Linked DNA regions of Gossypium hirsutum: region 1 is linked to region 2. Evidence: chromatin contacts called from public Hi-C data. All regions are on one chromosome and are shown on one strand. Each heading gives the region's core, a stretch centred on a gene start, on an enhancer-like site or on the middle of the called end of the contact. The rest is flanking DNA. Distances are from core to core; before and after follow the strand shown. Region 1 has its middle 11 kb from the start of LOC107911543. Region 2 has its middle 17 kb from the start of LOC121228290.

Evidence for each region. A called contact is a pair of places that touch in the nucleus more often than the background predicts.
Region 1: a Hi-C map of leaf shows a contact between it and region 2, with 2.2 times the contacts expected there. The contact joins two enhancer-like sites. A contact is called at or near these places in 5 of 34 Hi-C or Micro-C datasets (callus and leaf).

What each region holds. Positions count from the first base shown.
Region 1 is chrA04:88,605,755-88,610,221 of Gossypium_hirsutum_v2.1, forward strand. No RefSeq gene overlaps it. Among protein-coding and RNA genes, the nearest start is that of LOC107911543, 11 kb to the left of the region's middle. Within about 2 kb of position 1,762, at least 1 of the 9 cell types and tissues checked has an H3K27ac peak or open chromatin away from gene starts, as enhancers often do. A contact at or near this core is called in leaf, where this site is marked.
Region 2 is chrA04:88,551,618-88,556,035 of Gossypium_hirsutum_v2.1, forward strand. No RefSeq gene overlaps it. Among protein-coding and RNA genes, the nearest start is that of LOC121228290, 17 kb to the right of the region's middle. Within about 2 kb of position 2,429, at least 4 of the 9 cell types and tissues checked have an H3K27ac peak or open chromatin away from gene starts, as enhancers often do. A contact at or near this core is called in leaf, where this site is marked.

The DNA.
Region 1 (4,467 bases), core at 512-3,011, 53 kb after region 2:
CTGAACTTTAGGGTTTTCAAAGAAATATTATGGACTAATTTGGGCAAAAAAAAAAGCTTAAGCCCCAATATAGTAACAATTGCCAAGTTTAGGGCCTAACTTGGACAAAAAAAATTCGAGCCCCAATGTGAGAACAATTGTCCAGTTTAGGGCCTAACTTGGACAGAAAAAAGTTCAGATCCTAAAAAGTTATTTAACTCATTTATTAATAGTAAGCTATTTCGATGTTTTTAGGATTGGTGATAAAATCGATCATATTACTTTTTTTGTTTGACCAATTTATTTAGTTTAATTGGTTTTTTCAGTGTAGTTCAACCAGTTCGTGAGTCAATTGATTTTTACCTCTCTTTAGATCGATATCCCAATTGATTCCTGTTCCAATTAGTTCAACAGACGGCTCTACTTTAATTTGGAAAACATTGAGTTATATTGCGAAAATTAGAGATAAAATTGAAGAGGAAAAACACTCTTGAAAGTTTTGAGAATTTTAAGGTTTTATTAGCAAATTAGGCCCTTAAATTATACTTGACTTTATGTAGGTATTTATAGTTTTTTTGTTAGAAGTGATATTTAAAATATTACAATATTATACAATTTGGTCTAAAAGTTAATATTGTTAAAAATAAAAATTGATACTTCTAACTAATAAAAACGTGACACGTAATATTTTTTTAACCATGTCAACATTAACACTATATCTATTTAGAAATTTGAATATGATTTCTTTTAAATAATCAACTTAAAATTTAAAACCTAAAATATTAATTATATTTTTACCCCTCATCATCTCCAACCTAGAATTAGATTCTCCTAAATATGCTATCATTTCTAAATTCTCAAAAACTCTTTACTTCCTTTTCTTTTTGCACTCTATTTTCCTAATCATGACTAGATTTATTATGCACTAAGTCAAGAGTGAAACAAGCTTTTTGAATGGGTCGAGCTCAAAATAAATTCGAGCTTGAATTTTTTTTGAAACTGAGCTGCAACTCAATCTATGGACAGATGTAATCATAAGTATTATCTTTCTTTAAGAATGTCACAATGATCACAACCATAAATAAAGGCCAACTAAACTACTTAACAAGGTGGTGGTGATGCAAGGTTAAACTAGAGTGGTTAAATTAGTTTATTTGTGTTTGCCACTTAATTAAATAAGTATCAACATGATGTCGTTTAATATTGTTGCTACGGTGTCGTTTAGTGTCAGTTATATAGAGTTACAGCTGAAGTCGTTTAGTTGGTTTCCGAAAAAAATATCTATTTTTATTTGTTATTTTCATTTCAAAAAATTATTTTCATTTTCTATTTTATTTTAAAAATTAGAAATCATGTTCAATAAATAAAAATAAAAAATTATTTTCAATAATGAAAGTACGAAACCATGTTTGGTACCTAATTTTTATAATAGAAACATGAGAAATAAAATAAAAAATTTTACATTTATATGTATTTGAACTAAGATATAAAATTTAATATTTGAAAAATTATTTAAAAAATATTTTAACTAGGGCCAATACATTTAAAGTTGAAAATTTTTATTTTTATCATTTTTAATTTTAATTAGATTTAAACAAATAACGAGACCCATAAACAATTTTATTTGTTAATCAATGTGTATAAATTGAAAAAGAGTAACGAGATTGTGTTGTTGTAGATTAGATAATTTTCCTATGGGTAACATGTTGCCAACTATATATAGACCTCACAAACGTTTACATGCACAACATGTGGGGTTCCTTTAGCCCACCTTGTCAAAGATAGGTGTTGGATTCCTCTTTGCGGGGATCTTAGGTAAGGTCCTACTTGGTCCATATCTCACATTGTACCATTTATGCATTTAAGTGGTGAGTTATGACAAAATAAATATGTAGCGCCCCAATTTCGGGAATTCGGTGAATGTTAGCATAGGTTTAATTATGTTAGTGGGCCTCTAGAAGGCCCAAGCTTAAGATAGAACCCGGCAATTTTAGTTAATTTTTGTTCCATAAGAAAAAGGGGGTGAAATTATGAAATAGAACCTATGTGAAAATGTTTGAAAATGCTATAGGCTAAATTGAAGTGGCCAAATAAATAGGAATGCAAAATAGGAGGATTAACAAACCTCCCATTTTACATGAAGTGGCCAGCCATCATGTTGTTGTAGATAATATGAGCACTTGATATCCATAATTCATGGTACAAATTGATAATGGGTTAGGTAAATGTTCCATGATAATGGATTAGGTAAATATTTCATGATAATGGGTTAGGTAAATGTTCCATGATAATGGGTTAGGTAAATGTTCCATGATGGGCATTTCATGTCTTTTGTATTAAAGAATTAAATGGATGAAATATGAAATTTTATTAAAAGAAAAAGGGGTGAAAAGAACAAAGTTTTGTCCATCTTTGTTCATCATAGCCTAAAGTTAGAGAAGAGAAAGGAGAGGAGAAAGCTCTTGAATGTTCGGTCACTTGGGGAAGAAAATTAAAGGTAAGTTCATGGTAGTTTGCTTCTATCTTGATGTTCATGAGTTCTTCTTGATTCTACCTTAACTCTTGAAGCATATTTTGATTTTTGGTTGTGCTGTGAGCATTTGGTCATGAATTAAAATGAAGGAAATGGTTGTTGTTTCATGTTCTTTTGATGAAAAATGGAAAATATGTGAAGTTGAGCCAAACAAATGAGCATGTATGTGCTTAGATGCTAAGGGGAAAAATCGGCTAATATGTTGTGCTTTAAAATGATGAAATGGAGATTATACTTAAGTAAAATCATAGATATGTGATGATTGATTGGTGATATACATGTTTAAAAAAAACATGCATGCAAGTTATGTGTGAAAGAGTGATTTGGTAATAAATCTGATTGGAACAGCAGCAGTAATGTGACTTTGGAAAATCACCATAAATTGTGAGAGATGAGTTAGAAGCTGCATAAATTATGTAATTAAAGCTTAATGAGTCTAGTTTCAAATGGAATAAACGAGAATATATTTTGAATTCTGTACAATGAGAAATTTGATTCGTAATGAAGAGTGGTTAGATTAGTCAAACAGTGAAACATGCGAAACTTTGAGAAAAATCTGGTATTGTTTGACCAAACCAAAAATTCTGAAAATTTTATGGATATAAGATATATGAGTCTATTTTCAGGAAAAATTAACGGCACTTGATTTGGAGTTTCGTAGCTCCAGTTATAAATGATTTAGTGACTGTTGCTCAGGAAGACAGCTTGCAGTGAAATTATGATTATGTGGTAAACATTGATAAAAATTTGTTAATGAGTTGCTTATTGATTTCTTATAAGCTTACTATGATCTGTAGGTGTGGTTGGCCGAATATTGTAAGGGATTAATACGTAGTTTGTATTTGAATAGTTAGATTAACGTGTTAGTAATCCAATTGTAGGCGGTTCGTGTGTGGATCTCATCAGCATATCGTCGCAAACAGGTGTGTAACTAACACCCTCTTTCTTAGTTTGGGTCGACAAAAGTCGAAAAGCCGAAATGCCAAAAACCGGTATTTTGTAGATTTGCGAGTGTGCGAATGCTCGTGAGGTAAATCGATTAATGTTTTTGGTAAGCTGCAAAATTTGGACTGCAAAGTGCATGATTTCTGTGCCCTCGATATTTTTGGGCTTAATAGGCCAAAATTGGAATGATGGGCCAACGGGCCCAATTCGATAAGAACCCTCGGTACGTGATTCTGTTAGTACGTGAAAAGTAGGAATATGCATGAAAAACCCTAAAATAGATAAATTACTAAAATACCTTTAAAAGTGGAAAATTTACAGTTTTACCCCTAAGAGATAAATTATCGAAATACCACTAGGGTTAAATTGACCTAAATGCATGTTTGACTGTTGTTATTTACTGCATGTCATGTCGTTATTATCTGATGCATGGGACTGGGATATTGACGGAGGAAGTACTGAAAGTGGCTTGTCCACGTACTGGAGGCTTTGCCTCAATTTACTGTTAACTGAGCAGCAAGGCTGCAACTGTGGAGTGTTGGGCTGGGTGGGTTGAGCTATTCCCCACATGGAGTGTATGGCTGGTACGGGTGGAGTGTAGTGGTTGGTAGGTTGAGTAGTCTCCCCAAATGGGCTTGCATATGTTATTGATGTTGCATGTATTTTGAAATGGGCCTATGGGCCATACTGTTATCTGAATAAGGGGCTAAGGCCCAGTTTATTGTAATCTGAAAAGGGCTCTGGCCCAGTACCACTGTTACCTGAATGGGCTTAGGCCCAATAGGCTTGAGCTGACTTGGGCTTTGAATGAGTTTTCCTTACACACTGAGTTTCCCCAAACTCACCCCTTTTATTTTCATCCACGCAGGAAATCCCCAACCATAGTGGGCTTGGAGCTGTGAGGGAATTCGGAGTGGCCACCCGTTCTGAAAGTTTGATTTTCTTCTGGTGAACTGGACATCCTTTTATTTACGTTTGAAGTTTTGGGTTTTTAAATGTAATAAGGCCGC
Region 2 (4,418 bases), core at 1,179-3,678:
GCCACAAGATGCTTCATCTTGTCATACGAGGCCAAGGTATCATTGACTTCATCAACTGTAAAAGATTCACGACTATACAAAATTGTATCTCTAAAGGTCGAACAAGATGGAGGCAACGAAAAAATCTGAATTAACCCTAAATCCTTTTTATCATACTGAACCTCTATGGCCTTTAAGTTTTAGACAATTTCTTTAGACACAATTAAGTGTTCTACCAAAGATGTACCTTCTTCCAAACGATGAGAACAACGGTGTTGCTTCATATGCAAGTTGCTAGTTAAGGTTTTCGACATGCATAATTGTTCCAACTTCACCCATAACACAGCGTTAGTCTTCTCCTTCAACATGTCCTGTAGAATTTTATTCGACAAATGCATATGTAATTGTAATAGGGTCTTTTGGTCCTTACGTTGCTTTTCTTCAAGCGTCAATGTCGAAGGCATCTTATCTACCCCTAGTAGGGCATCGTCTAAATCCATTTGCGCAAGAACTATCTGTATCATTACCTACCACAATAGAAATCTGTTGTTGCAATCCAATAGTAGAATAACATACTTCAATGTAGCCATTACCGTGACCGAGACAAGTAACCCGAAAGCTCTGATACCAGTTTGTTATACTAATGTCAATAATGGCAATAGGAATTATCGCAAAGCAATAAAATAAAAAAGAAAATAAAAACACACAGATTTTCCGTGTAAAACCCTTATCGGGAAAAACCAAGGGCAAATGAGGAGAAATTCACTAATGTTGAAAATTCATTATGATATATATAAAGGCGAACCTCAAATTTTTATTTAAGGGCCAAAATATAATTATAAAATTTTGGAGATGCCAAAGCTAAAAAATTTGGTTGAAACACCTTAAATTGCACTATTAATTTCTTTGAAGGGGCCAAAAATGCAATATTTTTCATTTATTCAAAAGCTAAAAGGCTTACATTTAATGAACTATATCCTCAGCTTTGTCATTGTGTTTGTGTATATCTATACTAATATTTAAAGTTCTAATTGAGTTGGTGTCACTCTCAACCGAGTCTCAACTCAATTGTGAATTTACAAAAACACCTTATTTTTATAAAAGGGTAAATATTATTTTGAGGGCATTTTTATCTTTTTATGTTTGTATATAAAATCTTAAAAAAAATACGTACACATAATAAAATTTAAACCCAAAATATTATAAATTCAATTATCTCAATATTCCCATCTCAACTAAAGATATATTTAGTATTTATATAAGTTTTTATAAAATTATTACTTGTTTTCACCAACATAGTAAGTGTTCCATAAATCTAGTATATATAAGATCTAAAACTAAAGTAATTTTAATTCAAAAGCCTCACAGATTTTGTTTTATGAAAATATATTTCACCCTCAAAGTTTTTCAATATAGATTGAAGTGATACGAAATTTCTCATTAAAGCTTCACATCCCCTTTAGCCCAACAAACAAATACAATTAGGATCACAATAAGGGTTGTGAATCTAAACGTGACTCCCATCGTGTACAAGGACGAATCCAAAAAAAATTCAGAGGAGACTGAAATTGAATTATAATTTTTTTAAGATATCAAAATATAATTTTACTATGTATTAACTTATAATTTCATTATTTTTAAGGGACTAAATAAATTTTTTTCATATTCAAGGTGTCAAATGTAATTTTACGATGAATTAATTTATAATTTTATTATTTCTAAAGAGGCTGAACTAATTTTTTTTCATTTTTAGGGGAGCTAAATCTATTGCTAACCCCCCTGATGTCGCCTTTGATCATGTAGCACTCATCTCTCCTGGCCGATGACTACTATGATACCATTCACGGAAATCTACACGCAACTAACGAATTATTATTCGTTTTGATTCAAGAGTCTCACAGCTTTATTAGGGGAGGCACTAGACGGATTGATAGTGCCTCAATCCCTTAAAATGTAAAATCTCACTTTCAGTTTTTTAAGTTTTATAATATTTTAATTTAATAAAAGATAAAATTACATTTTGACCCTCAAAATTATAAAATTTTAATTTAATTCTTCAAAAAATTATACAAATATAAGCTATTAAAATTATAAAATTACATTTTAACTCTAATAAAAAAACACAATTTAATTCGAGAGTTATAAATTTTTTTTCTTCACCCCTAGATTTTATCTTACAAAAACCACTTGACAATTACGAACTTACCTACACTTCAAGATAAGTAAAACTGTAAAACTGTGGAATCAAATCTAGTTGAGATTCAAAGCCGAGAAAATCCGAGATACAATGTAGAGTAGTGTGATGATAATAGGGTAAAACTGCACAGAGAAAGCTTTAACTTTTTTCCCCATTTTGATAGTGATGGCTAACCATCATCAGTGCCACACTGTGCCCTTTTGAATTTGCAGACTATACCCCTCAATCATCAATCAAATATCGGGCCACTCGATAGCGATCGATGGATGGCTTCGTAAATTAATCAAATGTATGTGGTCGAAAACCCAAAAAATAAAGCACAGTGATTCATCAATATCCTCCGTCGTTGAATGAATGTACTGGTTCTTTTTTCTTGATGAAACCCACGTTTTTCTTGTTGAAGTTGTTGGGGATTTTAAGGTTATATTTATGGTTCTCTATTTGGTTTTGCGAAAATCGAGGAATCTTTTGCATTGTATGTATATTTTTATTTATATTTTATGATGGATTATATAGTTTTTTTTCTTCGAAGTATTTATATTAAAAGTTAGATTTTATTTATTTATTTATATTGTTAAAAATTGACGTAATTTATATAATAATCAAATGACTATATATGGGTGTTATGTGTATCTCATTCTGACATATAGAGATTAGGATTTAATAATAGAAATTGATGAAATTTTTAACAAAAGGATTAATTTATTTTTTTATCTAATATACATGCATTAACTTACCCTTTTTTTAATTGATGGTAAAACACAATTTATCCTTTAATGTAAAAGCCTCTATAGTACTTTTATCTAATAGATTAATTTATAAGTCTAATTTTGATTTTAGTACATTTAACAAGTTTAAATTGATAATACTAGCAAGTAAAAGTGATAACATAATTTTTTTTTATTGTTATTGGTTCAAACGGTGATTGTCATGGGAAAATCTAATAACTCTTGTTATTTTTAATCTACATGTCAATTGAATAGACATCGGAGTTGCATTTTATTTATGGTTCTATGATATGATGTGGGAAACTTTTTACCATGTGAGTCGAAATGAGAATAAATTGAATAATTAATTGATCCATTTTTTAACTCGTTTTATTATGTTATGTTATGATATGATTATAAATGTATTTTTACGGGAATTGATTTTTAGAGTTGAATCCGGTTCGATTTGATTTTTCAATTTTTACATATTATTTGTTAATTTAGTTTCGTTGAATTCAATTTTTATTCTTTTAATGTTAATTTTAAGCTTTTGAGCTTTATTTTGTAAAAGTAAATTTCGATTTTTTTTCACCTTCACCGTCTATTTTATTTTCCATTTGTCTTCCGTACAACATTGCAATGGTCAATTCATTGGGAATCGAGCCGAACTTGCATACACAGCATTAGGTGCTAACCAATAAGAGTTTGACATTTGTCAATAACCTAGGTCAACAAATAATATCATTCCTACGAATTATTTTCAAAAGGTTAATTATTAAAAATTAAATTAAAGAATTTTAAAAGGTAAACAACACTGTCGAACTAAGTTATCACTAAGTTTATATTTTCATTATTCAATTTTAAAAAATTTATAAAATGATAATTGAATTATTTGAAAGTTTTCATTTAAGTTACTAAACTATTCAAATATTTTATTTAAGTTTGGCTAGTGAACTCCTAGCGATGATTTAACAATTGGTACGATGGATCAGTATTAATCGACGAATAGAAGAGCATACCTTAGATCCAAACCGATCTGATGACCAGTGTTGGAGATCATAGAAGAAAGTTGCTTAGATTTGGTTCGTAGAATGCAAGTAGTTCAAACAGAAAAGGTCACACAATAATAATTTTAATAGTTCGGTGACTTAAATGAAAACTTTTAAATAGTTTAATATCTATTTTGTAACTTTTTGAAGTTGAGCAACCAAAATATAAACTTATTAATAGTTTTGTGAGCTTGAATATAATTTACTCTAATTTTTTAAATTAAATAGATATTAATTTAAAATTATTAAAAAAATAAGATGGTCCAACTACAAAGCTAACAATCAAGGAAAAGTGTAGGCTTTGTTGACATTCAATTACATTTAACAATTGAATTTTGTGCCATTGAAATAAATGCTACGAGGCTAAGGCAGTGGAGGACCATTAAAAATGAAATTGAGAAATTGAAAATCGTTTTGAATTATAGTATTTCATACTATTTTGATTTATAAATTAAAAAATTTATGATTATATGATTCGAATTAAAT